Linked DNA regions of Mus musculus: all the other regions are linked to region 1. Evidence: chromatin contacts called from public Hi-C and promoter capture Hi-C data. All regions are on one chromosome and are shown on one strand. The core of a region is the stretch at or near the end of the contact, and the rest is flanking DNA. Distances in the headings are between cores, read along the strand shown. Region 1 holds the start of Rps3a1 (ribosomal protein S3A1). Region 2 has its middle 5.3 kb from the start of Gm31096. Region 3 overlaps Fbxw7 (F-box and WD-40 domain protein 7). Region 4 has its middle 7.1 kb from the start of Gm30944.

Region 1 (2,700 bases), core at 71-2,570:
CTAAACGCAACTTCATCATTCTGTAGATCAGCAAGGCTCACTTCAAACACACGACCCTTGAGGCCATCAGAGGCAATTTCTAAAAAAGAACCACAAACCCTGTTAACTTGTTAACCAAACCCACCTTCACACCAGTGGCTTACTGCCAACACCTAAACGTTCTCTTGGACAGCTGTACAAACACTTCATTGCTGCCACATCTGTACTAAGACCAAGCACTCCCAATGCCAGGCCCTCCAACCACTGGGCTGACATTTCAATCCAGCGCCCCATCAGAGTTGACCAAGGCGCCGGTTAATATGCACATGCCACAGCTTAGGAACAAAGCAAAAGGGGCCCACAGTACTCACTGGTTCCTTGAGTCCTCGTGACTAGTGTCTTCCCGATGTTCCTAATATTGAACATGGCTGGAGCTTTCACATCGTACCAGTCTTTCTTAGAAAATGGATCGACCCTGGATGGGAGAAAAATAACCTCAAGTTTCTCTGTAAATTGTAACAACACTCCCGACCACTTTTAAACGCTTCTTATCCTTCAGACTTCTGTTAACAGTTTCCCAGGCACGATCTTGCAATCGGCCTGCACTTAACACGACGGACGTCCTCCCCGTGGGGTGAACGTCTGCGAGGCCGGCTGGTCTGCCAGTGCACAAAGCAGTAAGTTCGAAGCCATGCCTTCCCCACTCCTCCATCACACAGGCAGTACTATATACACACTGCCCTGGAACCTCAGGGACCTGTGACAGTGACTGGTCCGCAACAGCACAAACTGCTGCTAAACAAGTGTCCCGGGTCTCCAGGTCGGTCCCACGAGAGCCCAGCACACAAGTTGACATGGGGTCCCGACATGGACAGCCAGAGTGACTGACGTAGAGCGGTGTTAAAAAGTGCCACGGACTTCCAGCAACCCAGGAGCCCACAGTTCGCGCGCGACACGCGAGCGACTGCTAGAGACGCAGGGCGGAGATCACACGCGGCGCGCGACACCCGGCCGGGTGGCGGAGAGGCGGCCGCCCGGGACGCACCCGCCAGCCGCGCAGCGCAGCACCGCCGCGCAATCCACCCCGCATCCTCACCATCCGCCCCACGCCGCACCCCAGAACCCGCCCACCAACTCCTGCGGAGCCCAACGGCCGGGGACCCGCGCGATCCGCCACTCACACTTTCTTCTTAGCTCCCTTCTTGCCACCTTTCGTCAGGCGCTTGTTCTTGCCGACCGCCATGGTGCCGACCGGAGAGCCAAAAGGGCGGAAGTACAACTCGCGCGAGAACTTAACGCGAGCCGGGCGGGGAGCGCCGTCTACGTGACCCTTGCTCTTTCGCCCTTCCGGCTTTAAGAATCTCGCGACACTAGCTGGCGGCTCGTTTCCCGCCGTGCTGCGACAGCGCCCTCGTGTGTCGGGAGGTCGCGCAGCGGGCCGCGGGCTGGCTAGGCTGTGCATGGGAGCCTGCAGATTGTCAGAGATGCTCAACCCACTTCAGGTTTCTTGTGGTTTCCGTTGCCCCGAGGGTGGGAACTCTCTGTTTCTAATTTTGAGAGTACGTTTCTTCCCTAGACCATGGGCTTTGAATCAGAGATAGCAAATCCATGTTCAAATGGTGATTCCAACAGTACTTAGCCTTCTGACCTCTTTAGCCATCAGTTCCCTCGGGTGTAAAACGGGAATATTCATGTGATCTATTTCAAAACATTAGTGTAATTCAATAAGCATGACTTCGGGCACGCTGTTCACGTGCTGACTACTCTTGGGCTTGGCTGTGTTGTGAACTTTCATGAAAAAAGAGGCTTAGCCGTGTGTGCAATCCCAGAGCTCTGGAGGCAGGAGGACAGCAAGTTGGAGGAGAGCCTGGAGTATATGGTGAGTACTAGCCTGAACTACCTAGCAAGACAGACTGGGAAGGGGAGAGGAGAGAATATATATATACACACACACACATATATACATATGTAACTCTTACACATTTGTAATCACATTTTTTTTTTGTATGACTATGTGTGTGGTCCTGTGCCTCACAGGTCTCTGTGTGGAGGTCAGAGACCTATTCTCAAGAGTTGGTTCTCTTCTTCCACTATGTGGGTATAAGGCTCAGGGAGAGGCTGCCATCCTGCGCACACTGGCCCGCAGCGCTGCCATACAATGTGCCCTGCCTCCTCACTGCCTGAGAGGTCTCTGCAGGTGCCTTTACCAGCTGAGCCATCTCGACAGCCCTGGGTTTTTGGTTGGTTGGTTTTGTTTTTTCTGGGATAGGAGGAGTGTTTGGGTTTTTAGTGGAGTGGGGACTAGAGTGGTGTCCTGGAAAAGCCTCAGCATGCCTGAGACAACGGATTCCATCTCTAGCACCCCAAAAAGGCACAGTCGTGATCAATTGTTGTACCTAACTGCCCACCAATTTTCTTAATGCAAACCACCCCTTCCCCACTTTTAAAAGTGATGTCTTTATTTTTATTTTATATGGTTTGCCTGCATGTTTGTCTGTGTGAAAGTCCCAGATCCCCTGGAACTGGAGTTACAGACAGTTGTGAGCTATCATGTGGGTCCTGGGAATTGAACCTGGGTCCTCTAGAAGAGCAGTCACTACTACTCTTAACCACTAAGCCATTTCTCTACCTCTATCTCCACCCCTCCACATCCCCAAACCCCCACCATAAAAAATGGCTTCCCCATTCTTATGTTAGTATTTTTCAAAACAAGATTCCTCC
Region 2 (2,700 bases), core at 48-2,547, 1.0 Mb before region 1:
CAATTCCAGCATCAGGGAGGTGGCCAAAGGATCACTGGGAGCTTGAGGCCATCCTTGGCTATATAGCAAGTTCAAGGGCAGCTTGGGCTACATGGATCCTGTCTCAAACAACTACAATGATCTATTTTCTCTTGCAAAGCAAGAATGGTATGTGTAAGTCTCTTGGCAGGCAATCAGGCAGTTCTGGGGATGCTCACCTACTTTCTCACCCCCCACCCTTTGCTTCCCTTCTCTGGAACTCAGCATGATAGGAAACTTCCGGCTAACGGAAGTTTCCTAGGCGCATCACCCAGGTGCTGCATGGTGGAGGCTCAAGGTAGCGGGGCCCATACTAATGCACAACTCTAGTCATGCAGGATTGTCCTTCCCTTCCTGTCCCCCACTTCCCTCCATCAGTCCTCAGGCAGCTTCCTGTCCAGGAAGGGAGCCTGAGAAGCAAGGCTGAGATAGGTTCCAGCCCAAGGCTATCATGTAAGGACCGGAACGGAGCCTTTCTTAGCAAATGCTTGCAGCAGTAGACTGGCAGGTGGAGGGTGGAAAGCAGAGGCTGCTGTGGGGTGAAGCCCGAGGAGAGACTTAGGCTGGCCCAGGAAGACAGAATGCACTCGTCCCTAGGGCCCTCTGCAGCCCTGCAGGATTAGACAGTTGCTAAAATCAGGAGTGATTCTGTCTCTGCAGTAATCAGTTCTTTTTCTACTAAGTCCTAATTATGAGATTTTAAGACTCTAGGAGACCTATGGGGTAGACTTCCTGTCCCTTTATCTTCTAGCAAAACAAACTGATAGCATTATTTAGATATTAGTGTATTTGTCTCAACCTTCTATTTGTGTTTCTAATTTTTCATTTATTTATTTATATATTTATTCACTTTACATCCTGATCGCAGCCCTCCTCCCTCCTCTTTCCCAGTCCCACCCTTCACCCTTCTATTTGTAAACCAAAAATTTTCAGCCAAGTCACAGCAAATTTTAACAGGTCCCTTTCTCTTGGAGATGTGTACCCAGAGATTACAGTCACAATGGGAAGTCAGGTCCATAGCATATGACAGCCACCCAGCTTTTCATCTTAAAGGGTGACATAATCGGCAGGTGTGGCATTCAGTCAAAACCCATTACTTTCAGTTAAGGGTTTCCTGGGCAGGTCACTTCCGGTTCTTTTGTAGCAACATTAAACAGAAAGCGGTTTTTTCCCCCCGCAGTGCGATTTTTCACCTCAGATTCATAAGCCCTTGTATGCACCATTCACTGCAGTAACACAGAGACAGACTTCAAACATAGCTGCACCCAAGAAGTTTCCACAAGATCAAGCCAGCCAATAACTGCATAGATAGAGATGTGGGTAGGGAGGGGCTCATGAGGCCCCGTCCTTAACCTAGAGGCTATGGGCCATTGTTGGCTGCTGGAGCGGGAGGAGTCTTCTTCATGATATGGCTGCTTGTAGGTTGCCTGCGCTTATGCAGGTAGTACTGTTGACCTCAGTGGGGAAAAAGGAGAGGAGGGGAAGGAGGAGGGGGAACAGCAGGGGGAAGAGGAAGAGGCAGGAGGAAGTGACAGTGATACAGGCAGGAAAGGTGGGAGAGGCATATGTGTCTGGAATCCAGAGGGAGTTGAGGATAGATATGATCAAGATACATTGTATACTTGTGCGAAGTTGTTAAGCAATACTTTAAAATATTAATTATACAAAAGAAAGAGATGTAACAAATTTTGGTGTGACTTCTGAGTAATGGCTGAAAGAGTCAGCCAGTTATTTCAGTTACCTTTCATGTCTGACTAAGAGAAACTAGAAATGCCCAGTGTCAAGGGCACTTCCTTTGGCCTACAAAAAACCCACAACCTGTGAGTGAGACAAGTCAGAAGCCATCACCCCTGCATAAAGAAAGACAGTTCTCACTAGGACAGAAAAGGGACATATGTATGAAGTGTCCGGTGGGTTGATTTTAGAGGAAGGCTTAGGCCTCCATCGGGAATGCAGAACACCTACTCTGGCTGATGAGGAAGGTCTTGGTGGATTAAGAGGGCTGGAGGCAGAGAGGCAGGTATGAGGCACACTAGCTAGATTTATAGGTTAAGTTATCGTAACAGACAGGGTCCTAAATGCAGTGGTTTGTATAACATGGATGTTCCTCGTTTGGTGTGCTTGCTTCTCTTCCAATTGTCAAAAATACAACTGTCAAAACTTAGTGAAGGAAATATCTAAGTTCTGTGCATTTGGCCGGAGGGGGGAGTGTTAATTACACCTTAAAACAGTCACCCTTTCCTTCCCACGAAATACTCCAAAGACGTGTGCGTAGGTGACAGTTCTGCTTTGTGACCTGTCAGTTCATCAACTCCATCTCTAGGAAAGAGAAGGAAGAAGATGCTGGATCCCAGGCTAAGAGATTTGTTGGAAGGTTAAAGCTAACTTGGATTTGACACCTCTCTTCCATTCAGATGCTACAGGCTGAATCACAAAGCTACAGAAACACCAAGAAATACAAGCTAGATACAAAAGGCATGTCACCAGCTGGAACTCTGTGGATGGAGTCCACTGTGGAAGCAATCAATGGAAGAAGGATGCTGGAGAGAGCTGGGGAGTCTTGCTTCCTGAAGCGATCATGATGGTTCATGGTCCATGAAAACCATGGAACTGTAGAGAAGTGTCCTACGGAGTCATTCGGGGATGGGATGGACTCAGTTGCATTGCTGTTTGCGTCTAAGG
Region 3 (2,700 bases), core at 28-2,527, 1.2 Mb before region 1:
AGTGACTTGCAAACTTAAATTTGTGAAAATTTAGAATTTAGTTTTAAAATGTTCTAGCGTCCTTCTTGTCCAGATCCAGAGCAGGTCTCAGCTCCTCCACAGCATCTGCCCCTAGTCTGCCCTTCCGTTCTACGCCTTCGTGTGGAAAAGTCAATACCAGTGCAGAAAAATAATCCTTTGAAGTTAGGTATCTAAACAACATTTAAAGTTAATTTTTAGACATTTGGGGTCCCCAAGGTCTTACTGTTAGATATCTTTAGAGCATGTCTTATTTGTTTTAAAGTGAATAAACAAAAGGACTATAACAAAAGATTATGTGTAACTCTACTAATGGCATGTCTGTTTCCAGCAATATGCTTTTGTATTCAAATTGAGGAGATTCTAAAATCTCCTGAATAAGCAGGGGATCTTGTAAACATTATGCTGCTCATAATTCTTGCAATTTGTTAAATTATACACACTCAGTAACTGCTTTAAATGTAAAGTGGTGCTTTTGATATGACTATTTAGCACCTTTCTTTTTAAACATAATGGGGTGATCACTGGGTTCTTCCGTGCTCACTTGGACATTACATTAGATGCTTGAATACTTAAAAGAGCAAGTAAGAACTCTGATGTACATTCATAAAGAGTGTGGTGTTTTGTTTATTAGCGTACAACCAATGCAGAGTAGGTATTCAAGCGAAGTAAGTTTATATTCCCAGTCATTATAATGATTAGAGTTTCAAAAATATTTTTAACAGGTCAGTTAGGGCTGTGTAGTGTGACTCTGTCTCAAAAAAAAAAAAAGGAAATTGAATAAAATTATTTGTTATTTTAAATTTTATATAATTACTGAATTGGTGAAAAAGAAATGCCAGTTTCTAAAAGTTTAGTGTTTGAATCTGACTTTATGTATCTACCATCCAAATATTGTCACCTGAATACAGTTGTCAAAGTCAGTTGAGCAACACATAGCAAGTCAGAGAGTTCTAGGGCTGATCTGATGACTCCATGTCAACCAGGCCAGAGCAAGTGCACTTTTGTTGAAGGTCTCCTTTAACTTGGAGGCTCTGCAGTTATGCTCTGTGTTCTTTTATGGTCACAGAGAATAGTTCACGATGAAATGTCCTTTCAGCTCCAATAACTGAAACTAAGTGCATCTTTTATTGTAGTAGACATTTGCTAAAACAAATACTGGCAATACCATAATAGTCATTGGTCATCTGAGCCCAGTCGCTCTTTTAAAAAGTAAATTATCAAATGCAGAAGTCAGATGAGAATGTAGAAAACAGAAGAGCAGTGAGATAAGGGCTGTAATGGTGGACCGGAAGTGAGTTAGCAGAACCTCAAATGGTGCTTTACAAGTGGTGCACAGCATTTAGGGATTGGGGGTTACCTGCTCTTCAGTTCTCTTCTTGGTCCAAGTTTAGTGGTCTTTGAAATAGGGGGTTGATTGAGAGCTGGTTTCAGGGTGTGGTAAATCATGACAGGATGAAGGGGTAAATAATATATATGTTGAAAACAAGGCAAATACTGTTTATACTTTTTACCATGTCTCTTCATGTGGGTATGTGCACATGTGCCTGCAGATGAATAGAGGCCAGAAGTCAACATTGGGCATAGTGCCTTATAGCTTTCCATCTTAAATTTTGAGACTCAGTCTCTCACTTAGTCTGATGCTGATTTGGCTAGGCACTCTGGGCAGCAAGCCCTGGGGTCTTCCTCTCTTCACCCTCTTCCCCCAACACTAGAGTTACAGATAGGCACAGTCTACTTTGCCTGACTCCTATGTAGGTGTTGGTGATCCAATCTCAGGCCAATGCTTGCATAGCAGAGACCTAATTGTATCTCTTATTTCAAAAAGTAATGATTGCTTTGTGAATGATCTTCAACTTTACAATGCTGAGAATACACGGAAGAATATGGGCAGACAGTATACAGGGAAATTGTGTTAATCATTCCATTTTAGAAGCCTTTTAATGATTCACAACTTTCAAACTCTTGATAGTGGTCTGCAAGATCCTTAGTGTTCTGATCTTGACCTTTTACCATTGCTTCAGCCTAGACAAACTTGTCCTATCCTTGCTGAACCTGAACCTGGGCTGAAAAGTTGTCTCCTAGGTGCTACCATTCCAGATTCCTCTATCCTTGTAACTGCTCACTTGTTTCATAGCACCCCGCTCTGTGTCTTAGCGCTGATAGGAGCTTCCTGTGTTTGTTTCCTAGTACACTGCTCAGGCATACACAAATGAGTGCTCAAAATGCATCAAGCTTGTTTATTTATTGACAGGTGAGGAAAGAAGGGGAAAGCTTACAGAGCAATTTAGACTGCCACCATTAACATTTTTATATTTAGGTTTTTCTTCTCTCTTCCTAAAGGGGCCATTATTGAACTTCAAAGTAGTCCTCCTCCAGTTTGATATGTAATGAACAGTAGTGTGGTACGTGTTTTAGAAAGAAAGGTTTGGAGGTGTAAACGGGAGAGAGGCATGGGGTTAAGGGCTGATGGTAGAACAGGATGAAAAAATTCAAAACAAACTGAGTTTATGAATAGTAAGGGTCCTGTTAGTGGAAATCAATTAGTCATGTTCCCCCTCTGCTTCCCTGAGATACATTGAGGAGTATAACATTTTAATAATGGTTGGGAAATTTCTCTGGACTGTTCCCCCACTACTGTGTTCAAGAGCACAACTTGCTTGTATGTATCAGTTCTGGTAT
Region 4 (2,700 bases), core at 124-2,623, 1.1 Mb before region 1:
GATCTGGGAATTCTGCCAGCCTCCTGGCTTGCCCTTTAGTGTGAACCAACATTTTCCTAGCCTGGGCACCGGGCATAGATGCCCTAGCTCTCTGTTTAATGCAGATCATCACACCAGAGCCACCCGCACCGAAATCCCCCAAGTTGGAAACAGCTTTAAAGGTCTCATTTCTGCAAGGTCTGTTTCTGTAGATCCAGAGCACTGTGCTGTTGAGGTGGTAATGAAGGAAAGAGGGGTGTCCCTAACCTTGAAAGCAGAGAGAATACAGCGTAATCTGTTGACAGGTCGTGGTCGGTTTTTATGTGTCTATTTTCTCTGTTGCCTTGTAAAGTCTACCTTTCTTCAACGCTCCTGGAATCCAGATTTCTTCAGATAATAGTTTGTTCTTGACATTTGTCTCTTGCCAGGCACAGGGAGGGAGGCTTTCCCTGACCCTGCCTGACGATCACCCTGCCTCTGCTCAGAGGCAGGCAGGGTGGCTCCCACCAGCAAGGGGCCAGCTGCTGGTTCTGGCCCAGGTAAGACCTGCTCTACAGCTGCCCTCACCCAGGAGCATCAGGTAACTGTCAGGAAGTTCCTCTTGTCCTTCCAGTGCTAGGAGAGACTCATCTTTTGTGGTCCCTATTCCAAAGTTAGTCCCTTCCTGCTCCTTTTCAGTGGCTGAGTCCCAAAGTGTAGAAGTCTATCCATTATGTTTTTGCTCTAATCTCGATTGCTTGAGAGAGAAAGAGAGAGAGAGAGAGAGAGAGAGAGAGAGAGAGAGAGGAGAGAGATTGTGTGATTTCTAGGCACAAACTTAAGGGTACACAGTGAAGTCCATAGCTTATTTGTGTTTGTGAAGGGATCATGAGTCTATGTTCTCTCTCCTTCCTTCCCTCCTTCCCTCCTTCCCTCCTTTCCTCCCTCCCACTCTTCCTCCTTCGGTCCCTCCCTCCCTCTCTTCCTCTCTCCCTACCTTTACTTTCTTCACAGGATTTTACTAGACAGCCACAAAACTGACCTTGAAATCATAATTCTCCTGCCTCAGCTTTCTGACCATAGAATTACAGAATTATGCCTCCACTAGTGGATCCTTTTAGCTTTTAGAGGTTTTATTTTTGTTGTTGTTTGTTTTGTTTTGTGTTTTTAAAGACAGTCTCACTATGCAGCCCTGGGTGGCCTAGAATGGCTCTACAGAGCAGGGCTGGACTTTAACTCAAAGAGACCCAGCTCTCTCTGTTTCCACAATGCTGGGGCTGAGGGTATGCAGCACCATGCCTGGCCTTTTCGCTAGTTTTACTGTGCACCACCACCAAGCTTTAGAGCAGGTGTTTCTATTACAGCTCATATATAAGGAAACCAAGGCTCAGCCGCCTCCATAGCGACGACAAGCTGTCAGTGGTGAAGTCAGCCAGAACTGCTGGGATTCCAAGGCTGCCGTTCTGCCCTGCCGTAGCACAGGCAGGCCCCCCAAAGCAGCAGCCTGTCAGAAGCAGGGCTCAGAAGCACAACTGTGTTCTCCCACAGAAAGAGACATCTTCCAAACAGGCCACAAGGAAGCTTCCAGTACTGCAAGCGCTTCTTTCCGCCTCTCTCCAAGCAGCATTGGCTGCCAAAGAACGAGGTGTGGTTTGACAATTTCATCCTCATGGAGGTGATTTTGAAGTGGCTTCTGGGAGGAGTTAGGCCCTTTGGGGATGACTGCGCCTACTGCATTGTGGGCAAAGGGTCTTGCTGGCTTCTGGGTAATTCTCTCCTCTGCTCACTGCTTCCTAACTCCCCCTCTCCCTCTACAAATGGCAGATGACAAAAACTCCCGAAGAAACTTCTCATGGCTGCATTTGTCTGTATCAGGGGAAATTAAAATACCCACATTTCCATGCTCTGAGGTTTGATGCCTTATTTGCATATTTTATTGATTTTTCCTCCCTTCTCCTCTCGGTGAGGAAAATGTACCTGTGTGTCAGCACTTACCTGCATTAGCTGTGCCAATGTTTGGCCCTGTTTGGAAGCGCCCCCCCACCCCGCACCCCCACCCGCCGGCCCCCAAGAACCCTGGAGAATGTTGTTTGTTTTGTGACTTCCCCTATAGTCTTTGTTGTTCGTGGTTTCAAATTTTGCCAAGGAAAATCAGTCTTACAGTCATAAGCATTCAGCTATGAAGAGTCCCTCTGCACACTTTAATTTTTTTTCAAGATCTATAACTTCCTTTGCAAACATGGGGGGTGGGGACTAGCCAACAGAAAGGGTGCGGAAGAGAGACTTCTTCCCACTTTCTGGTGCTGTCTACCTGAATTTTTTGAAAGTAGAGCATTTAGAAACAGGGCCCAGGTACAAGCAGAGAAAATACATGCACGTCACTCTCACATGTACATGTGTGTGCACGTTTGTGTTGGTTGGTGTGTACCTGCCTTCATTTACACACTCGGAGGAGAACAAACACCCTCTTTTCAGTACTCTGACTAGAGGAATTCCCTGCTTGGGTAGTTAGCATTTGACTCTTAGAAACAAGGAATAGGAAATCCATTTTAAAAAAAATAATTTAAGCAAGAATAAAAAGAAAATGTTTGAATTATTAGCTCATTTAGTTGGAAAAGCTAAAAGTGGAGAAGTTTCAGGCATGGCTGGAACCAGGTGACATACAGTGTCCCCAGGCTTGACTTCTTCATCTATTAGTGCTGATGGTGACGTCCAGGAAGGCATGTTTTATCTCATTGCCTA

Evidence for each region. Promoter capture Hi-C pulls out the DNA fragments that hold promoters and counts their contacts. A called contact is a pair of places that touch in the nucleus more often than the background predicts.
Region 2: a contact with region 1 is called in a Hi-C map of CD8 T cells, with 5 times the contacts expected there. The contact joins the enhancer-like site here to the promoter of Rps3a1 in region 1. A contact is called at or near these places in 3 of 39 promoter capture datasets (the 3T3-L1 cell line, frontonasal cranial neural crest and hippocampal neurons), 1 of 484 Hi-C or Micro-C datasets (CD8 T cells) and 2 of 115 datasets of contacts at active chromatin or transcription factors (astrocytes and embryonic forebrain).
Region 3: a promoter capture Hi-C map of the HPC-7 cell line shows a contact between it and region 1. The contact joins the enhancer-like site here to the promoter of Rps3a1 in region 1. A contact is called at or near these places in 12 of 39 promoter capture datasets (the C10 cell line, the HPC-7 cell line, HPC-7-derived erythroid cells and 9 more), 4 of 484 Hi-C or Micro-C datasets (cortical neurons, neural progenitor cells, palatal mesenchyme and 1 more), 9 of 115 datasets of contacts at active chromatin or transcription factors (SST interneurons, VIP interneurons, astrocytes and 6 more) and 6 of 9 other capture datasets (adipose tissue, embryonic stem cells, embryonic tail and 3 more).
Region 4: a promoter capture Hi-C map of hippocampal neurons shows a contact between it and region 1, with 5 times the contacts expected there. The contact joins the enhancer-like site here to the promoter of Rps3a1 in region 1. A contact is called at or near these places in 5 of 39 promoter capture datasets (the 3T3-L1 cell line, HPC-7-derived erythroid cells, hippocampal neurons and 2 more) and 1 of 115 datasets of contacts at active chromatin or transcription factors (embryonic stem cells).

The regions. Positions count from the first base shown.
Region 1 is chr3:86,141,348-86,144,047 of GRCm38.p6, forward strand. Rps3a1 (ribosomal protein S3A1) reads right to left here and starts at 1,321. Exons shown (of 6, transcript NM_016959.4): 1 at 1,161-1,321; 2 at 351-454; 3 at 1-79. The coding sequence starts at 1,222.
Region 2 is chr3:85,125,929-85,128,628 of GRCm38.p6, forward strand. No RefSeq gene overlaps it. Among named protein-coding and RNA genes, the nearest start is that of Gm31096, 5.3 kb to the left of the region's middle. Within about 2 kb of position 1,298, at least 47 of the 459 cell types and tissues checked have an H3K27ac peak or open chromatin away from gene starts, as enhancers often do. A contact at or near this core is called in CD8 T cells, where this site is marked.
Region 3 is chr3:84,943,869-84,946,568 of GRCm38.p6, forward strand. The region is part of intron 4 of Fbxw7 (F-box and WD-40 domain protein 7); the gene reads left to right. Among named protein-coding and RNA genes, the nearest start is that of Gm40080, 67 kb to the left of the region's middle. Within about 2 kb of position 1,278, at least 23 of the 459 cell types and tissues checked have an H3K27ac peak or open chromatin away from gene starts, as enhancers often do. A contact at or near this core is called in the HPC-7 cell line and hematopoietic stem and progenitor cells, where this site is marked.
Region 4 is chr3:85,014,433-85,017,132 of GRCm38.p6, forward strand. No RefSeq gene overlaps it. Among named protein-coding and RNA genes, the nearest start is that of Gm30944, 7.1 kb to the right of the region's middle. Within about 2 kb of position 1,374, at least 31 of the 459 cell types and tissues checked have an H3K27ac peak or open chromatin away from gene starts, as enhancers often do. A contact at or near this core is called in hippocampal neurons, where this site is marked.